Linked DNA regions of Sus scrofa: region 1 is linked to region 2. The links are chromatin contacts, called in public HiChIP or PLAC-seq maps. All regions are on one chromosome and are shown on one strand. The core of a region is the stretch at or near the end of the contact, and the rest is flanking DNA. Distances in the headings are between cores, read along the strand shown.

The links. HiChIP or PLAC-seq counts read pairs in DNA pulled down with a chosen protein or histone mark.
Region 1: a contact with region 2 is called in an H3K27ac HiChIP or PLAC-seq map of alveolar macrophages. The contact joins the promoter of RPUSD2 here to the promoter of VPS18 in region 2. A contact is called at or near these places in 1 of 5 promoter capture datasets (liver) and 1 of 2 datasets of contacts at active chromatin or transcription factors (alveolar macrophages).

The regions. Positions count from the first base shown.
Region 1 is chr1:130,745,613-130,751,429 of Sscrofa11.1, forward strand. RPUSD2 (RNA pseudouridylate synthase domain-containing protein 2) reads right to left here and starts at 1,362. Exons shown (of 4, transcript XM_021097613.1): 1 at 727-1,362. The coding sequence starts at 1,347.
Region 2 is chr1:130,416,507-130,422,494 of Sscrofa11.1, forward strand. It overlaps VPS18 (vacuolar protein sorting-associated protein 18 homolog), which reads right to left and starts at 3,961. Exons shown (of 6, transcript XM_001929361.4): 1 at 3,884-3,961; 2 at 1,715-3,756; 3 at 532-673. The coding sequence starts at 1,805. LOC106509024 (a long non-coding RNA gene) reads left to right here and starts at 2,682. Exons shown (of 2, transcript XR_001306223.2): 1 at 2,682-2,802.

The DNA of each region.
Region 1 (5,817 bases), core at 112-2,611, 330 kb after region 2:
CTCATTTCACAAGTTTATCACATCAGGCTGTACGATAAATGTAGAACTTGTAAGAACACAGGCATTGGGAGTTCCTGTCAAGGCTCAGCAGGTTAAGGATCTGGCATTGCTGCGAGCTGTGGCGTGGGTCAGAGGTGGCTTGGATCTGACCCCTAGCCTGGGAACTTCCATATGCCGCACCTGAAAAACAAAGACAAAACAAACAAAAAAAGAAAACAGGCATTGGAGGTGGCAGTGCTGCCTTACCTCTGTGAGGTTTACCTTAGTTTCCTCAGCTTCCTAACAGGTAAGAGGTGGCAGCATTATCCACTCCACAAGGCTGTCATTAGAATTAAATGTTAAAGTACATAAAATGCTTAACTTTGTGCCCAGCACAGAGTCAGGGAATAAAAATGATGGTCTCCGTTATTACTATTTGTACAGAGATCTACAATGCAAGGTGGAAAGTCATCTGGGCCAGTGCCACAAGGCTGCATAAAAGAAGCTATAAGAATTCCAACTCCTGGCAACACAGAAGCCCCCTTGATAGAAGGGATAAGTGGACTGAGTTCTGAAGCATACAGGCTGTCTACTTGCAAAAATGGGCACTAAAAGAGTGTTCCAAATGAAAACGAGAACGCTTCAGAATTACCCCTATTTTACCCCAATACTTATGCCCTGGTAACTGTGAAAAAAGCCTTGCCCCTTTCCTTGCCCGCTTCCGGGCAGGCCCCATCAAGACTCCACCTTGAGCACAATGCTGAGGTCCTTCACGGGCTCCTCATTGAGGTGCAGGCGGCCCGCCCTGACCGCTGCCTCGTAGTAGGCCAGGGGCTGGGCTCGGAACTCGGTGCTGAAGACGTGCAGCAAGCTGTGGCCCACCCAGCGGCCTTTGCAGTAAGTCTGAAAGTCAAAATAGTAGGGCCGCACTTTGCGCAGGCCGCCCTCGAAATAGTAGCTGGTCTCGGCAAAGTGCTCATCGCTGAAGCTAACCCCTGCCCGTCGCTTCTTCGGGGGCGGCACGACACGCTCTCCGGTTGCGCCCCGCCGCTTCTTCCGCTTGCCTGGGCCGGGGGCTACGACCGGGGCCTGCTCCTCGATCTCGGAGGCCTGCTTCGCGTCTCCCGGGGCCAGCTCCACTCCAGGGCCCGCAGGCTCCAGGCTCTCTTGCGGTTCCCTAGGTTCGCCACCCGCAACTCCGTTTTGCTGAGCCGGGGCCTCCAGCCCGCCCGCGGCCTCGGCCCGGGTCGAGAGTGTTTCCGCCATGGGGTCCCTGCGGTCACCCCAAGTCCTGGCAAAGGTGAGACGCCGGAGGTTGGAGCACACTTGCCTAAGAACCGGGAGCCACAAGCGGCCGCCCAGCCACATAACCACGTGGCCGCGGCTTCTGGGTCGCGATCTGAGGACGTCACTTGGCATCAACCAATCATTGAGGCCTCGTGCCGGGATGGGACTGAGAGGGGAGTAGGAGCGAAGGGGTGAGTTGAAAGAGTTGAGAGGCTAGGAGAATGACTCATTAAAAGTGGAGATAACGTATAGATATGCTCAAAGTCTTGCGTCTGGAAAAACTCTTGAAAGGAGTTATTTAAAACAAAATAAAATGAGGATTTCTAAACTCTGGATATACTAAGAATCACTGTGTTGTTTACTTTAAAAAGATGTGATAGTTTGTGACTTAACTCGGTAAATTTGATATATATATGTAATTAAACTCACACACCCCAGAAGCAATGTTTTTACACTTGTCGATCCCCCTAACATCATGAGAAAGATTAGAGATCTCCTAGTTGCTTCCCATATGCTCCTGTCCCGAGATTAAAACTGCAAGTGGATCAGAAGATGTATTTGTCAGAGTTCTTAAATGCAAAATACTGAAACCAAAATACTTAAATGCAAAATACTGAAACCAATAATTTTTAATTTATAAAAGAGGAAATTTATTATTATTATTTTTTTAATTTCTTAGGGTCACACCCGCGGCATATAGAGGTTCCCAGGCTAGGGGTCAATCAGAGCTATAGCTGCTGGCCTATGCCCCAGCCACGTCACGAAGATCCAAATTTAGGCTGGGACCACACCACAGATCATGGCAACGCCAGATCCTTAAACCACTGAGCAAGGCCAGGGATGGAACCTGAGGTCTCATGGATGCTAGTCGTATTCGTTAACCGCTGAGCCACAAAGGAAACTCCAAAGAGAAAATTATTGAAAGGATATTACTGCCTCATAGAATTCACAAGAGAAAATTTAAAAAGAGCAGAAAGATCAACTGTTGGTGGGATTGAAGGAAAAACTATACACCCATACATTACTGGTGGAATTGTGCATCTGTCACACTCTTCTCAGAAAGCAATATGGCGTTTAATGAAATTTAAAACCGTACACACACTCACATACTCTTTAACCTAGCTATGCCATTCATGAGAATCCGTCCCTGAGTAAGAAAAAAAAATGTAGGTAAGGGTATATATACAAAGGTGTTTACTGCAATGTTGCTTTTTAGTGACCAAAAAATGGAAGCAAAGCAATCGCCCACTAAAAGTCGAATGAATGGATACATCATTCTTCATCACAAAATTCTGTTCATAACCATTAAAAAGAATGAAATCAAGCAAGTGCGGTTGACATAGGTTTTGTGGAATGAAAATAATAACGATAATAGCAAGCACTCATATATAGTGCTATTTTAAGTGCTGTATGTATTTTAACGCAGTGAATTCTCATAATAACCCTATAAGTGCTACCATCATTTTCCAGATGAGGTCACTGAAGCCCAGAGAACCTACAGGCAAGTAAATGGCGAGAAAAATAAGAGCCAGAAATGTGTAACATGATATAGTCTTTGTAAAAAATCTATTTAAAAAATGTATATTGTGTAATTCATTTAAAAAAAAAAAAGAATTCACAAGAGAGTTGGCGAACAAACTCAGAAACAGCCAAATCAAGAGAAGCCAAGGCCTCTGAGAACCAGCCACATGACAAAAAGGTGAATTTCATGGAGTGTGAATTACATTTCAATAACTTTTTGTTTGTTTGTTTTTGGCTGTGCCTATGGCATACAAAAGTTCCTGAGACAGGGATCAAACCCAAGCCACAGCAGAGGCACAAGCCACTGCAGTGACAACGTGGGATCCTTAACCCAATGCACCATAAGGGAACTCCTAAAGTTGTTATTTAAAAAAACAAAAAAAAAAGAGGAGTTCCCGTTGTGGCTCAGTGGTTAACGAATCCAACTAGGAACCATGAGGTTGTGGGTTCAATCCCTGGCCTTGCTCAGTGGGTTAAGGATCCAGTGTTGCTGTGAGCTGTGGTGTAGGTTACAGATGCGGCTCAGATCTGGTGTTTCTATGGTTCTGGTATACACCGGCAGCTATAGCTCCGATTAGACCCCTAGCCTGGGAACCTCCATATGCCCCGGGAGTGACCCTAGAAAATGCAAAAAGACCGAAAAAAAAAAAAAAGAGTATTTTTCAGAACGTGTCTGAAGCACAGACAAGGAGAGATCTAGAGAATGAGACCCTGTACGATTGTATAAATTCTTGCTACGCCCATGTGGTTTATGGATTAGCAACGTGGGCAACATCTGGCAACTTGGAGCTGCAGAATATTTTTCCTCCTTCCCTCCAGACCTGCTGATTGAGAATCTGCATTTTTTTTTTCTTTTTAGGGCTGCACCCTCGGCAAATGTAAGTTCCCAGGCTAGGGATCACATTGGAGCTGTAGCCCCTGGCCTGCTCCACAGCAACTCGAGATCCAAGCCGTGTCTATGACCTACACCACGGCTCACAGCAATGTTGGATCCCTGACCCAGTAAGTGAGGCCGCATCCTCATGGATACTGGTTGGATTTGTTTCCGCTGAGCCACTACTCTGAGAATCTGCATCTTAACAAGATCCTCAGATGATTCATCTGCATATTAAAGTTTAAAAGGCTCTGCTATAGACCATGCTAAGTAGACTTCTGTCACACTCTTTGGAGATCGATGCTTTGGAGATCCAGCATCAAAGATCTTCTTTGTGTGGAGAATTTCCCAGATAAAGTACTGTCTCTAAGATGTGGAATCCAGAAACTGTCCTTCCTAGCCTCACTTGCAATTTCGTCATCCATCACCTGAGCTCTGATCAGGCAGGATCTTTTGTTCAGAGGCAAACAGCAGAGGAAACAGGCACAGTGTGGAATCCATATCTGACATGCTAGCATTGGTGGCATCTGGTTTGGGGGACGACAATGGGGGAGATTCTTGTGTCCAATGCCCTGATGCTGTGTCTATACTCAGTGGCATTGGGGTGCTCCCTGAGCAGTCCTCAGTGATGTTTAGACACTGTTTCTGGCTGTATAGATCTCTAAGTCTGACTCTTTGGCCCATGTGAATTTCTTGATATCCTTTAATCCTGTAGTGTACAATAGAGAAGTCTTTAGCCCTGTGTGGCTATTTAAATTTAAATAAATTAAAATGAAAGAAAATTTAAAATTCAGTTCTTCAGTTGCACAAGCTGCATCTCAAGTGCTCGATAACAAGATGATGCTAGTGGCTACCTTATTGGACAGATTAGATACAGAACTTTCCTATGATCCTAGAAAGTTTATTGTACAGAGCAGCTTTAGTTAATTCCTTTTACGGCTTAACTGGCTAGAATGAGCTCTATTGTTTGAATTAAGAACTCCACCTAACTTACTATGATAAAGATTTAAGTCTTTAATTTTATTTATTTATTTATTTATTTATTTATTTATTTTTGGCCTCGCCTGCCTCACGTAGAAGTTCTGGGGACAAGGATGGAACCCACATCACAGCAGTAACCAGAGGCACAACAGTGACAGCTGCCAGATCCTTAACCTGCTGAGCTACCAGGATCTTAAGTCTTTCATTTAAGAGATGTGGGGGAAATCATCAAAGAGTTTCTGGGGTGTGTGTGTATGGATGCTTGTGACATGATCTCACCTCCATTCCAAAAAGATGACCCTGGTTGCAACATGGAGATGAGATTAGGTCTAGGCCCAGTTCGGTGTAGTCCTTGACCATGAAGGTTCTAATTTAAATATTCAGACACCATACAAATTTGAACATTTGCTAAACATCACTTGGCTCTAGACATACAGAGGTAAGAAAGACACAGTTCATGGTTTCATTGAAGGCCTAGGCTGGAAGAGGATACAAATAAAAAAAAACATGTGTACAGGGAGTTCCAGTTGTGGCGCAGTGGTTAACGAATCCGACTAGGAACCATGAGGTTGCAGGTTCGGTCCCTGCCCTTGCTCAGTGGGTTAACGATCCGGCGTTGCCGTGAGCTGTGGTGTAGGTCGCAGACGTGGCTCAGATCCTGTGTTGCTGTGGCCCTGGTGTAGGCTGGCGGCTACAGCTCCGATTAGACCCCTAGCCTGGGAACCTCCCATATGCCGGGGGAGCGGCCCAAGAAATGGCAAAAAGACAAAAAAACAAAAAAACCCAAAAAACCATAAACATATGTACAGGAATTCCTGTCGTGGCACAGTAGTTATCGAATCCAACTAGGAACCATGAGGTTGCAGGTTCTATCCCTGGTCTTGCTCAGTGGGTTAAGGATCCGGTGTTGCTGTGAGCTGTGGTGTAAGTTGCAGACGCAGCTGGGATCCGCGTTGCTGTGGCTTTGGTGTAGGCTGGCGGCTACAGCTCTGATTAGCCCCCTAGCCTGGGAACCTCCATATGCTGTGGAAGCGGCCCTAGAAAAGGCAAAAAGACCAAAAAAAAAAAAAAAAAAGTGTACAAATCACATTGTGGTTATAGCTGAGTCTAGAATAGAGGGATGCTGACTGCCCTCATGTGGCTTCCCAGTGTGAGCAGTCCTTAGGTAGGGAGAG
Region 2 (5,988 bases), core at 2,711-5,210:
GTCACATTATTTTCATTTACTTATGCATTTACTTATTTACTTCCAGTTTTATTGAGATATATTATTTCCATTTCAGCGGATTCATTTCAGGACTCTAGACGGTTCCCCTGATCTATGTGACTAACTTGTGGGTTAGTCCTATCTTTAACAGATGAAGGGACATGGGTGTCTTGCTCAAGATTCCATCACTGGGGGTTCCCCAGGGGCCTAGTGGTTGGGGATTTGGCCTTGTTGCTGCTGTGCCTCAGGTTCAGTCCCTGGCCCAAGAACTTCTGCGTGCCAAGGTCATGGCCAAAAAAAAAAAAAGATTCCACCACTGGTAAGTGAGACAGCTGTGATCTGAATCCAGGTCTACCTGATTCTTCACTACTACATTACACTGGTTGTCCTTGGGAAGGGATAAGATATTTCCTGACAATTCCAAATCCACCTTTTCACCTGCCCAGAGTGGAAGAAGGGCCTAGTCAGTCAGTAGTCCCCAAATACCACCAATCCAGTCCCCAGTCCTAAACCTTCTAGATCCTCACTTACCGAAGTAGTGTATCCTTGCCCAGGCTCATGCAGAGCTGATTGCAGGAAACGACAAGACTGGTGATACGCTCGGAAGGGGTAAAGTCAATGCGCTGCTTCGAGAAGATGGGCGCTTCCTTCTCTAGCTGGGCATTCACATACCCTAGGTGAGGAGTGAAGGAAAGCTTAGCTGTGGAACAGAGCAAGGAAGGGCAAGGGAAGGCAACAAAAGAGTGCTCTTTCCACCTTCCCAACATACTCCTACCCCAGGACCTTGTTAGCCAACATTTTAATAGCAATATATCAAACAGTTTGCTAATCACCATTAGTCCTAGGCCATGTTAGGGGTTCTGGGCTCTTCCCACACTTCTGACAACAGTGAGGGGTTGATTCTTTGAACCCTTGGGTTGCATGATGTACCTGCTCCCAGTGGTAACAGGGGTGGGGTGGGGGGGCAGCAAAGGGTTGGGTGTTCTCCTTATCAGCCTTTGGCCCAGCAATCCCAGCTCAACTAAAGTGGTCTAGTTCCACTCTCTCTCCTCGATCCATGCAGTAATGGTCTCAGTGAGTCTTTAGAAGAATGAGGGCAGAGGGGTTCTTGGGGGACAGTTCCAGTCAGTTGGTTAACAAACTGCTGGTGCTTCCTGTCTAGCCTTTAACTCTCATTCCTTCACCACTGCATAAAACATTCCAGCACTTCAGACCCCTCTGCCAATTCTGTACTACTTTCCACAAAAATATCCCCTCATTGCCCAGCTGCATGGAGCTTTAATGATAGCCTAAAATACTTCATTTTTCCGTGTTCAGTGACAAAGTTCCCTCTAGGACCATGCTCCTCCCCCTACAACATTTCTCTTTCACCAGATTCTTCATCCACTCTCTTCCTCTCACCTCCACAACGGGTCTGGAGCCTATTCTCAGTTTTCCCATCTGCAGCCCTCTAAGCAAGTCACTTCCTTATCTGAGTCCCAGTTCCCTCTTATAAGGACCCTAGTGGCAGGGCCTAGATCACGCGGCTGCTCTTGCTGCTCTTTCAAACTTTGACCATCCACCCGCTAGATTAGAGCCTGAGGAGAATCTAGGGCCTAGATCCCTACTGCAAGTCCGGGGAGGCTAACCCGAGCTCTTGGAGCCCCCCTCCCCGCCCCTCTCCTGCAGATGCCAGGAAAGCTGAGAGGTGCAGCGGCGCCCTCACTTTCCTTACCCGAATGGGGGATGCCCACGCTGGGGCAGCCGGGCTGCAAGACGGCCGAGCGGGACAGGGAGTCCTCATATTCATCCAAGATAGACGCCATGGTGCCCGGCCGCTGGGTCCTCCGTCCCAGGCCCAGAGATTACAACAGGGCTCCCCACAGGGATCCCCGTCTCCCCAGATGGGAAGCTGCGACTCCTCAGCTTCGATCTGGATCTGACAGATCCTGGTAATTCGGCTCCTCCTCTTTAAAATCCTATGGATCTTCTCGCTCTCGCCTTATAGAGCGAGAAGACCAGGGAGCCCTCCCCCCTTGAAGGGGGCTCAATTCAGCACCCAACTCCCGCGCCTAAAAAAACATCGGCTCCCTTCGATCACTCTCAGGTGATCCCAACCTCGCCCGAGGAGCTCAGCTGACTCCCGCCCCCAGGACGCGCGCCTATAACGTAACTTCCGGGTTCTCAGAAGCCGATGTTTGCTCGCGCAGGAACGTCGCCCGGCCGGCCACTGGGAGGAGGTGAGGAGTGAGGAAGGGCGGGGCCAAGGCCTAATCCCCTCTCCAGGGGAGCCCTCTGCTTGTGCGGGAGCCTGCACGCCTTGCAGCGGGAGAAGAGCCGGTTGCTGGGCGGGCCCTGCTGAACACAAGCCCCTCCCTCCTGGACCCTGCTGCAGTTCCGGATTTGGACACCGGGAGGCAATCCCGGCTTTCCCAGCCCCCTTCCCCGACCCTCCCAGGGCAGTCCAGCCCCAGCCTCGGAGCCAGTCCCTAGCACATTTCACACCCAGGCTTACCTCCGTGAGAAGAACGCTCAGGCTCTCTCTGTCCAGCTCCGGCTCCCATCTTTTTAAACAGCCCGTTGTCCGAGTTACCCAGGAGAACCTCCTCAATCTAATTGCCGTCTTGACCCTACCTTCACAAGGCACAGGCAAACACTCCTGGCTTCTCCCACATCCAGGGACCCACCGGCTTCCAGAAAGTGGCAGAGCTGGTGGTCCGGCTCGCAGGAAGCCATGTGCTACCTAACCTGCTCCGTAGTGGCTCCTTGGTGTCAGAGGAGACAAGAGGAGCAACAGAGAAGACGAAGAAGCACTGCTAAGAGGTAGTGGGCCGCTTCCATTCACTCATTTAACAAAAAGGTGTTGAGCCCTTACTCTATGCCTGGCCTTGGGCTAGGTGCTGGGGTTACTTAGGTAAGTACAACACCGTCCTTGAAGGTCATAATCCAGCGGGGGCGATGGGTCAGTAAATAGATAATTAATACCAGAAAAGCGATTGATGATTTGTTCGAAGCTCAGTCGTTCTCACGTGAGCAGACACACACTCTGTCAGACACTGTTCCAGGCTGGGGCGGCACCATAGAGAACAGAACAGATAAAAAATGCCCTTCGCTCCTGACGTGTAGCCAGGTACGTGGTCACAGTGCTATGGCAGCACGAAGGAGCAGGGAACAAATACCTGAAAAGCAGGCAGGAATGAGGGACAAGTGACTTTGGAGGTAGGTGAGGAGTCCAGAGCAGCAGAACAGCGAAGGTTCGGATGCTACTGCCACTGGGTTTCTCTCTTCCATTTGCCTAGGCGACCCATACTGCAGTCTTTTCTCTCCTGGGGCTCATTGACTTTGCTACCTTGCTAAAGTGGAAGGCTCTTGACCAGCGTCACCCTTTCCTGGTTTTAATCGGTAGTCCCCAGTTATGACTAAGAGCGCCCCCTTTACCCTCAAAAGAGCCCAGGTGCGCACCATGCATTGTGTGGAGAGTCCACACTTGCTGAATTTCCCTGACAGGCCTAGAGAGTGAACCCTCACCAGCCCTTGCCGAAGGCTCTCTGGGCCTGGACTGCCCCTCCCACCGCCCGTCTGATTTGCGGTAAAACATAACTTCCCTCTGGCCGGGTCTTGCTTCTCCCGCCGTCTATGCCGCCAGGGGCGCTGCGCTCAGGTTAGGTCCCTGGAGGGAAGGTGCCGAGCTGGGAGGTAGGCAGGTCTCTGGCCTGGGAAAAGTAATCCCAGCCAGGGAACTGCCCTGCCCTTACTTAAAACTCCATCTCAGATCACCTGCATTAGGGAAACACAAATAGGTCCAGACAAAGGTCAAATAACCAGAAAAGGTACATTTACAGTGTGCTGACGATGTGCCAAGCACCATGCTAAGTTTCTAATATTTAATGTTATTTCAGCTTACCCTCGCACTAATGCTAAGAAGTAGGCACTGCTCCTTTCCCCACATTACAAAAGCAGAAACTGAAATTCGACCTGGTGGAGCAATTTGTCCAAGGTCACGTGGCCAGGAAGTGGAGGAAGCCAGGAGGCAATATTCAAATCCAAACAAACGCTGAAGAGTGGATAGTGAAACACACTGTTCACGCCCCCAGTGCAAGCAAGAGAAGAGGGCTACAGCTGCATCCTTAGGTCAGGTCTGGACGCTGCAGAGCAAGTATCCTCCCTGCGTGGAGCTGTTTAGCACAGAAGGGGTGTCTCAGGAACTCAGAATCTTTCCAGTCACCTCCTCACTGTCCCCAGAGCCTCCCTCCTGGTTCCACTGCTCTCTGGGATATATGGGATGGGGCCTAAGTGGGCTTGCCTGCTGCAGATTCAGTTCATACTCCCTGTTGGTTGATTACAGCAGTTTTCCCCCATATCCTCCTTCTTCAATGTTAGGCCAGTCTTTGAAGTAAGAGTCAGAGGCCAGCCTTTTTTTTTTTTTTTTTAATCTTTTTAGGGCCACATTCACGGCATATAGAGGTTCTCAGGCTAGGGGTCAAGTCGGAGCTGTAGCTGCCAGCCTATGCCTCAACCACAACCAAAGCAACACCAGATCTGAGCCGCATCTGCGATCTACACCACAGTTCACAGCTATGCCTGACCCTTAACCTACTGAAGCCAGGGCTGAACCTGTGTCCTCATGGATACTAGTCAGATTTATTTCTGCTGAGCCATGATAGGAACTCCCAGAGACCAGCCTTTACTCCTGCCCAGCCACTCACTAGCTGTGACACTGTGTATATATATATATATATTTTTTTTTTTGGTCTTTTTGTCTTTGTTGTTGTTGTTGTTGTTGCTATTTCTTGGGCCGCTCCCGCAGCATATGGAGGTTCCCAGGCTAGGGGTCGAATCGGAGCTGTAGCCACCGGCCTACGCCAGAGCCACAGCAACTCGGGATCCGAGCTGCGTCTGCAACCTACACCACAGCTCACGGCAACGCCAGATCATTAACCCACTGAGCAAGGGCAGGGACCGAACCCGCAACCTCATGGTTCCTAGTCGGATTCGTTAACCACTGCGCCACAACAGGAACTCCGACACTGTGTATATTTGATGCTGTTAGCTTTGGTCTCCTCATCTAAAGAAATAGATATAATGATACTTATCTCTTAGGTCTGTGTTGAAGAGTAAATGAGGTGATCTAGGTGAAAGCTCATTGTAATAACATGTGCTCAGTAAACTCTAAATATGGTTTTAATCTGACAGTCACTCTCAAGTCCACCTCTTCCATGAAGACTCCCTGGACCACAACTTCTCTCTCAGAAATGCTGTGGCTTATCTTGTATTGATCACTTACTGGCACTTACATATGAAGTGTGGGCATTTTGCTTTGATATGACAGAAGCTGACTGTGAGGATAACTCAAACACTCCTGAGCACCTGAATACAGAGGTGCCTTAGGGAACTCGCAGCTGGAGATTGAGCTTCACCAGCTCCTACCCCTCAGAATTCCTGTGGTAATTGCCATGAGACAGGCAAGGACTGACTGCTGAGCCAAGGAGAGAAAGGATTGTTGTATGAAAGCAGGTGGTTTGTGCTAAGACTTGAAGTGCATATATGATTTTCAAGGGCAAAAAAGGGAAAGTGTTAGGCAGCCCTCAAGAAAACCAAGAGCAGGAGTTTTAGTTGTGCTCAACAGTAACAAACCCAACTAGTATCCATGAGGATGAGGGTTTGATCCCTGCCCTCGCTCAGTGGGTTAAGGATCCAGAGTTGCCGTGAGCTGCAGTGTAGGCTGCAGGTGTGGCTCGGATCCAGTGTTGCTGTGGCCATGGTGTAGGCTGGCAGCTGTAGATCTGATTCAAACCCCTCACCTGGAAACTTCCATACCCTGCATGTGCAGCCCTAAAAAGCAAAAAAGAAAACCAAGAGCAAAGGCCTGCAAGTAGTGTGATGTTTGGGGGCTGGGTGGAAAGCTGGAGCATGGGAAGTAGGGCAGTTGGAGAAATGGGACTGGCTGTGCCCAGATTGTGAAAGCTATTGAATGGGCCATCAGAAAGTTTTCACTGGGGATGAAACCAT